2 separate regions of the Capsicum annuum genome follow, and region 1 is linked to region 2. A link is a contact called in public Hi-C data. All regions are on one chromosome and are shown on one strand. Each heading gives the region's core, a stretch centred on a gene start, on an enhancer-like site or on the middle of the called end of the contact. The rest is flanking DNA. Distances are from core to core; before and after follow the strand shown.

The links. Hi-C and Micro-C count contacts between places; a contact is called where the count stands out from the background.
Region 1: a contact with region 2 is called in a Hi-C map of leaf, with 1.8 times the contacts expected there. The contact joins the enhancer-like site here to the promoter of LOC107869652 in region 2. A contact is called at or near these places in 2 of 5 Hi-C or Micro-C datasets (leaf and placenta).

What each region holds. Positions count from the first base shown.
Region 1 is chr4:160,337,058-160,341,043 of UCD10Xv1.1, forward strand. It overlaps LOC107867787 (NAD kinase 2, chloroplastic-like), which reads right to left. Exons shown (of 9, transcript XM_047410335.1): 9 at 3,303-3,706. The coding sequence ends at 3,503. Among protein-coding and RNA genes, the nearest start is that of LOC107867787, 10 kb to the right of the region's middle. Within about 2 kb of position 2,219, at least 1 of the 5 cell types and tissues checked has an H3K27ac peak or open chromatin away from gene starts, as enhancers often do. A contact at or near this core is called in leaf, where this site is marked.
Region 2 is chr4:160,289,996-160,294,102 of UCD10Xv1.1, forward strand. LOC107869652 (1-aminocyclopropane-1-carboxylate oxidase 5) reads left to right here and starts at 1,707. Exons shown (of 3, transcript XM_016716152.2): 1 at 1,707-1,952; 2 at 2,202-2,431; 3 at 2,953-3,846. The coding sequence starts at 1,851. The coding sequence ends at 3,568.

The DNA.
Region 1 (3,986 bases), core at 969-3,468, 48 kb after region 2:
AAAATAAAACGGATGGAGTACTTGTTCACTTTAACAAATTAAGAAAATTTAATTATATTTTTTCATACTATCCTTATTATTTTAGTTACTACATAAAATAGTAGTAATCAAATGTATAGTTCTAAAATATTTTAGTTACTACATAAAATAGTAGTAATCAAATGTATAGTTCTAAAATATTATTAATAAGATTAATTTAGTAAAACACCTCTAATTAAAAAAAAAATTAAAAGGTTGCCGGATCAAAAACGATCAAATAATATGAAAGGAATGAAGTATCTTCTTTATAGGTTTATATTAAGCGTTTGTTTATTCATGACATCAGTAGTTTAAAAAGGTTATCTTTAATTGCTTCATACTGAAAAATCAGAAATTAATTATTCCCTTGGTTCACTTTTATTCGTCTATTATTGGACTTTGCGTGCCTCTGACGAAACAACAATTAATATAGTATTTACCCTATTACTTATATTAATTGATGTATAGACTTAGGTCTAAAGATTATTTCAGAAGTTAAAAGTCAGTTTCTTAAAGATTAAACAAAAATATATTTAATGAATTAGAAAGTCAGATACATCGTGAAGAGAACAAACTACTACTTAACTAGGAAACCGGAATTCAACTGTTACATTGAGATAGGGGTGAGGTCAACTCCAATAGTTATTATAGTTAAAAGTCAGAGACTTGTGAAGGAACCAAACTATGGCTAACTTACAAACCAAAAGTCCACCCTTAACGTGATCGTAACGTCGTTTAATTAACTATAATTTGTCTTAAGAATATATCATCATCAATGACCTGATATGTTTGGTTTGGTTGTGTTAATATAGGTATATGTGACCAAACATGTATATATTTAGCATATAACAAAACATATTAGGTCTTTATTTTGTAAAAAAGGAAAAAAAATAAAAAATTAGAAGTTTAGGTCGTTAATGATATTTTACTCTCGTACAAAAATCACTCTACAGACATTAATAAGCCTGTTGAAAATTAGGGGTCCTTTGGTACAGCGTGTTAAAAAATTTAATGCATGTATTATTCTTGTGTACTAGTAATATCTTGTTTGGTACTTTTTTTAGCCTATGTATAACTAATGTTTGTATTTATTACACACTCTATTGTGTATTAAGCAATGTATTACTAATATCACCAATTTTTTATGTATTAATAATATAAAGAATTTTAATACATGCATTAATTTATTAAATGACAAAATTAAAATCCGGAGCCAAAAGGGCTCTTCTTTTTATCAAGAATACCAAAGGTGATAATTAAATTTGGAAAAAACTAAAACGGACAAACAGCCTGAGGAATAACGACTTCTAAGTCGCCGGCCCATCCGCGACTTGCAAAGAAGCACAGTACGGGCTGCTGTTTGTCATCTGTGCAGTGTTGACTAAAGGAAAATGTTTGTATTCAAACACCAATAAAGAAAAAGTACTTGTACTTTGCATAAAACTATCAAATAGTTTTGCAAAACTCAAAAATACTTTTCTCACACTCACAAATTTATTTGTGGTTTGTACTCTCTCCATTTCAAAATAATTAAATTATTGGTGTATTTTTTATATTCAAAATAATTGAATTGTTTATTGTTCAAGATAGATGTTGGAAATTTTTTTTGATTTTACCCTTCATTAATTAAATTTTCAAGGATAAGTTCCAATGATCATTACTAATGTTTTGGAGTTTGAAAAGGATAAAAATGAAAAAACATAATCAATTTATGTCTCTATCTTTTTTGTAAGATGTGTGTCATATTCCAATAATTCAATTATTTTGAAACGGAAGGAGTATAAGAAAAGCATAGATATGATGCTAATGGTAATATTTTTCTCATGATATTTCTCATGTATAAGGATGATGTATAAATGGACAATGTATAAGGATGATGATCGTAGATGGGGCGCCATGACGATAAAATATTTGCCCCAACCCATTTTCCGTAGTACCTACATCTTCGTTCTACTAAAATAATCTTCCTTCTACTAAAATACTTCCCCCAAGCCATTTTTCATAGTACCTGCATCTTCTTTCCATGGTAATACAACTTAAAACAGCCTCTCTTTTTATTTTATTTTTTTTTGAAAACTCCAGGAAAATCCGTAGCTGTTACACCCTCTTCCCCTCGGGTGAGCACTGTGTGTGCACTGGGTAAACCCCTCACTGTGCAATAGCTCGCAAACCGCACAGAAGATGTAAACCGCACTCGGTAAACCCCGTGCGACAAGCTCGATTGAGAAGGCATTAGGGATGGATCAAACCCGCGACCTTTGCTATGGGAAGTCCCCCTCAAACCAACTCAACCACCCCCTTGGGGGCCTCTCTTTTTATATTATCAAAAAAGAATTGTGAGAATAGCAACATGGACAATGACTAGAATAGTGAATTACGTGCAGCGATAGCAGTGTGCGGCTTATTATCACACTATATTTTCTTCTTTCTTTTCGTTAATCAGATTACTCTTCTCCACTAAAATTGGATATTTGGTTATTGGGTATGAATTTGAAATTGAATTCTTTGTTTTTAGAGTTTATGAATCTAGGTAAAAAAGATTTAGGTTTGAAGTTTTGAATTTGTTTAAATTGGTAAAGGGTTGAATGTTAAGGTTTCAATTGCTTTAAAAAAAATCAGACAAAGAAAGTTAAAAGGGTATTTTTGTTAATAAATATTTTTTTTATAAAAATTATAATATATATATTGTTTCTAATACATCAAACCAAACAATGTATAAGAAATAATGTCAACATAACTAATGCAAGCACAACTTATACCTACACTACTTATGCAACCATTACTAATACATCATATTCAACATTATTCTTATACACTTTACCAAATAATCCCTAGAGTGATGGCATGTTGGTCCTTGAGCACTACTGATTCATGAGGTTATGTCAATAAATTCCTAAGTTTATACACACCAAACCTGAGAAGGTTCACTCTTTTTGACAGGATGAATCAACATTTCCATTTAATAAAGGAGAATCAAGAAAAAAGTGTGATGTAGTAATAGATAGGATTTTATTTCTAACCTCTCAGTAACCAATATCAGGTGAGACAGAAATTATTTAGTCGGAATTTTGATGGTAAAAAAGAAACAAGATCCTTAATTATTCAGATCATACTCAAATCATATGTATTGGTCAATATAATCTTGTATATGTACCTATTCTCCACGAGAACACGAGAATTCTGTTTTTTTTTGTTAAAACGGCTAAGAAAAAAAATCTACCATTCCACTAAACTCTATTCAAGAACTCAAGAATGAACTAATGTCCTATTCAAGCATCTCAATAGAAATCCCCGGAATGGTATTTTCCGTCGAAATAACATTCTTGCTTATCTCGATGATCCTCGATACAGAAGAGAAGAGTTCAATCAAAAAAGGTCCATAAATAGGAGTACGGGGAAAATGAATTTTCTATGTAATTCAGTTGTTCTTATATGACACTACAAAATTTTACATCAATGTGGGGATGAATAGTTCAAGTTAGCTTCAGAGTGCTTTCTGGTCTAGTCTCTCATTCCAATTCAGGCAGCGGATCAAGCTACCAAACCAATCACCTGTTTGGTCAGCCTTCTTGACTGTAGGAAGTGGATGCTGGCTCATACATATTCGAATAGAATCTCCTCTAGACAGTTGTTGTCGTCTCTTCCCATCAAAGGAGACCCAAGCATTGTTGCGTGCATCCTCTGAAATCTGTTTACATGCAAATCACTTAAGCTTCTAACAGAATAGCATGAAATAAAGCAGTTGTGCCTTTGCTACCAACTCGATACATCCCACTGAATCACGCAGATTTCATGGTGTGACATCAAATATATGCATTCATACAGGTGCCAATAATCAAAAAAAAGGGCCGACCCAGTTCAATACCCACTTCGTGGGTGACTGGGGAAGGGAATACTCTAGGCAGTCTTACCCCTGCTTTGCAGGGAGGCTGATTCGAACCCCCGACCTGACACTCCACGGCAAGCAA
Region 2 (4,107 bases), core at 457-2,956:
CAAGAATCTGTACATAAGCAATACGAACTTCAACACTAGTTCAAGTCCAAGATAAGAATACTTATGAAGTTCCTTAACACCTTCAACACTAGATTATGAATAATCTATTTAAGAAGTGTGTTAATGTTCAGAAAAGAGATGAAATAGAATTTTAAGGCCAAGTCCCCCGACTTCACGGAGTGTCCTTAAGGAATAATTTTTCTCACTGTACCCGAGGTTATGGAATCTTCCTCCCAGGATAAAATGGTCTTCAATCCGAACAATAGAGGTACCTCAAATTGTTGGATTCAACGAACTCACTCAACGAATTGATTGATAACCCAGAATGTTTTTAAAGACAAGAAGAGAGTTTTTATTTCAGAAATTCGTGTCTAAAGCTATGGATGAAAGCAGGTTTATATAGCCTATTAGATGCCTCTTCGAAAAGGTGGCAATGGTTCACTTAAAAGGTGTGACCTTTCTGGAAAATTTCATTTCTACATAGTATTTCGAAATAGTGTCAGTCACTGCATGCATGCATATAAATGGAGGGATTAAATTTCTGTCAAATAAACTTTGTCCAAAACGATAGATCTCATCGATCGATCATTTTTCAAAACCAAATCCAAATCCAAAGACGAGCCGAGCGACGACGACGATGACGTGAGGCATCTCTTATTTCTTGCCTCACTTACCAAGTGGAATAAGTGTTTCTTAATAGAAACACTTGAAAGTCACATTCTCCCACCAATGTGGGAGAATTAATAGACTTGTCATTTTAGAGTACACTTTCCATTTTAGTGTTTTTCTTCTCTATTTTTTTTCTTTCACTTGGTTCCCTCCATTTTCCATTCACACTTTTCATATACATTGAACCCAACAAGAGATTGTTTATGTTCAAGGTTCAAAGTATGTTAATTATGAAAAATACTTTTGTCAAACTATATAATACTCCCTCCGTTTCAAAAAGAATGACCTACTTTGACTTGGCACAAAGTTTAAGAAAATAAAGAAACTTTTGAATCTTGTGGCCTTGGATTAAAGTTTTGTCAAATGTACCAAAATATCCTTTAATCTTGTGATCCTAAACATGTCATGTGGAAAGTTGAAATTAAAGTATTGCCAAAAAAGGAAAGGAATCATTCTTTTTTAAACGGACTAAAAAAAAATAGGCCATTCTTTTTTGAACGGAGAGAGTAATTTGTATTTGGCCAAAGAAAAAAACTGGCGTTAGCATTTCAAAAGCAATGGATGACCAATCTTTTCAAAAGTGCTTCTAAACCTCAAATTACTCGGAAAAAGAAAAGTTGTACAATTAGTCAAAAATACTAAACTTTCCAAACTAGGCATTTTTTTTTTATTCAAGAATATCATGTATTCAAAGGGACCAATACTACTACTATTATTATGTCGTTAACAACTTATTTGAGTATTATTATTATTATTATGAGATGGAAATGCAGCATTAATTATTATGTCATGACGAAAATGCTTCTGTTTTGGGGAAGCAATGACTCATCACTCATGAAGACATTGACCTTGTTTAATAAGTTAATTTGATGTCACCGTCCAAATTAGCCTAGCTACTCTAACGGCTACACTTTGTTTATCATTTAAAATATTGGACAAAAAAGGAAAAATAAAGTAGTAATAAATTATTTAGAGAGTTGACATCCAAGGTGTCTGAATTTTTTTTGCTATAAATAGGACTGTGGTAATTGTTTCCTATCCCACAAACATAAATAGTGATTAGTGCCATCCTAAGAAAAGAAGAAAAACTCTTTCCACTTTCTAGCATATATTGTTTTCTCTCTTACTTATATTTTGCTCTTTCTGGATACTTGTACTTTTGTTGTATAATTGCATCATCAATGGCTATTCCAGTAATTGATTTTTCAAAGCTTAATGGAGAGGAGAGAACCAAGACTTTGGCTCAGATTGCCACTTGCTGTGAAGAATGGGGATTCTTTCAGGTATAGTGTCATTTGATTTTCTCTTATTTAGAATGAGCAAGCACAAAACAACTCGATAGCCCAAGTAATTTAACTCAAACTTCTCATCTTACCTTTAGTACGCAATTACAAGCTTTTACATTCACATAAATATTACGTTATGAAATGTAAAATGAAAAATTTCAAACTAGCTCTAGCTAGCTAGTCTTATGTTGTTTCCTAAATTTCATGTCTAATCAAACGATGCAACATGAATTATGTTTTGTGCAGTTGGTGAATCATGGGATTCCTGTGGAACTTCTTGAGAAGGTGAAGAGGGTTTCCTCAGAATGCTTCAAGAAGGAAAGAGAAGAGAATTTCAACAAGTCAACAGCATTGAAATTGCTGGATGATGTGGAGAAGAATAAGAGCAATGGCAGCAAAGTTGAAAACGTAGACTGGGAAGATGTGTTCCTTCTCACTGATTATAATGAATGGCCCTCCGATATTCCTCAATTCAGGTTCAAACTTTTACTCTAAAAACATTTTTAATTAGAATAACATAACTGGAGTTGCATCTGACAAATTGCTTTCAAAATCTAAAAGTTTAAATGGGTCCATAATCTTTCTCACACACAAATATATATTCCTCCCTCAATTCTACGAATTCCAACCCCACAAACGAGATCTAAGTAGAAAAGAGCTCAATTTCTGTATATATACTGTTAGTGCAAAAGAGTCTCTACACCATCAGACCACCTAAAAGATATTTACAAATAAACACGCAATAACTAGTAGGTAGATTTTTCCTTCTATAAGTCTCATCGTGATGTTGTTTGGATTCACCAAGCTTGATCCAAGCTTTCAAACAAACAATATTATCTACAAAATTCCACCAGCTATATGATATAAACACTGCATTTTCTGTTAATCAAGATGAAAATCATAGAAATTGTACAATAAATATATGATTTTTTTTATATCATTTCACTAACAAATGCATACACTTTTATATATATATATATATATATTAAATAAACAGGGACATAATGAAAGAGTATCGATCAGAACTGAAGAATCTAGCAAAACAAGTGATGGAAGTAATGGACGAAAACTTAGGTCTACCAAAAGGTTTCATCAACAAAGCCTTCAATAACGGTGAAGAAGGATCCAAAAATGCGTTTTTCGGTACTAAAGTCAGTCATTATCCACCATGCCCTCATCCCGAAATGGTGAACGGCCTACGAGCACACACTGATGCTGGTGGTGTCATTTTGCTGTTTCAAGATGATCAAGTTGATGGTCTCCAAATCCTCAAGGATGGCGAATGGATCGATGTTCAGCCGATCCAGAATGCCATCGTCATCAACACTGGTGACCAAATTGAGGTTCTTAGTAATGGCAAGTACAAAAGTGTGTGGCATCGAGTTATGGCCAAGGAAAATGGGACTAGGAGGTCAATTGCCTCGTTTTACAATCCCTCTTTGAAAGCGACTATTGCTCCTGCACCTCAACTAATTTCAGAGAATAAGGACGAGAAAAATAATCAGGTGGAATTCGATTATCCAGCTTTTGTGTTTGGTGATTACATGAATGTTTATACTGAACAGAAATTTCTACCTAAAGAGCCAAGATTCCAAGCTGTTAGAGCCATGTGATGATGGTCAAGAAGCTGGAGACCCTTAATTTTTTACTCTTTTTTTCTTTTGGTAATGTGTGGTCTATACTTTTTCTCTCCTTTGTTTTGTTCATATAGATCAATCACTTGCATTAGTACTTGACTTGTCAATTTTTTTTTGTTTGTTTGTTTGGTTATAATTGTCGATCTTTAATATAGCAGTGCACAAAATTGTGACTGTTTTCAGGGAATATTTTGTATTTTTGTTTTTCCATTTTTCAGATTCCGTATATTAATTAATTCTGTGTTTGCAGATTACAAATATATTATAGAAATGCGTGCTTCCTATATCTTGTTATTGTTAGCCATCTTAGTTTCTTTCTTTTTCTATTTCTTATAATTGTTTGTCATGGTTTTTTTCATATTGTCACTATAATTCAGAATTTGACTTGTGCCAACTTTAAACTTATTAATTTTGTTCTCCTGAATCTTAATCGATCAAACATATCTACTACTAATTTATTATCAGCGTCACCACATCTATCAAAATAATTAACTATGTATCTATTAAATCAGTTT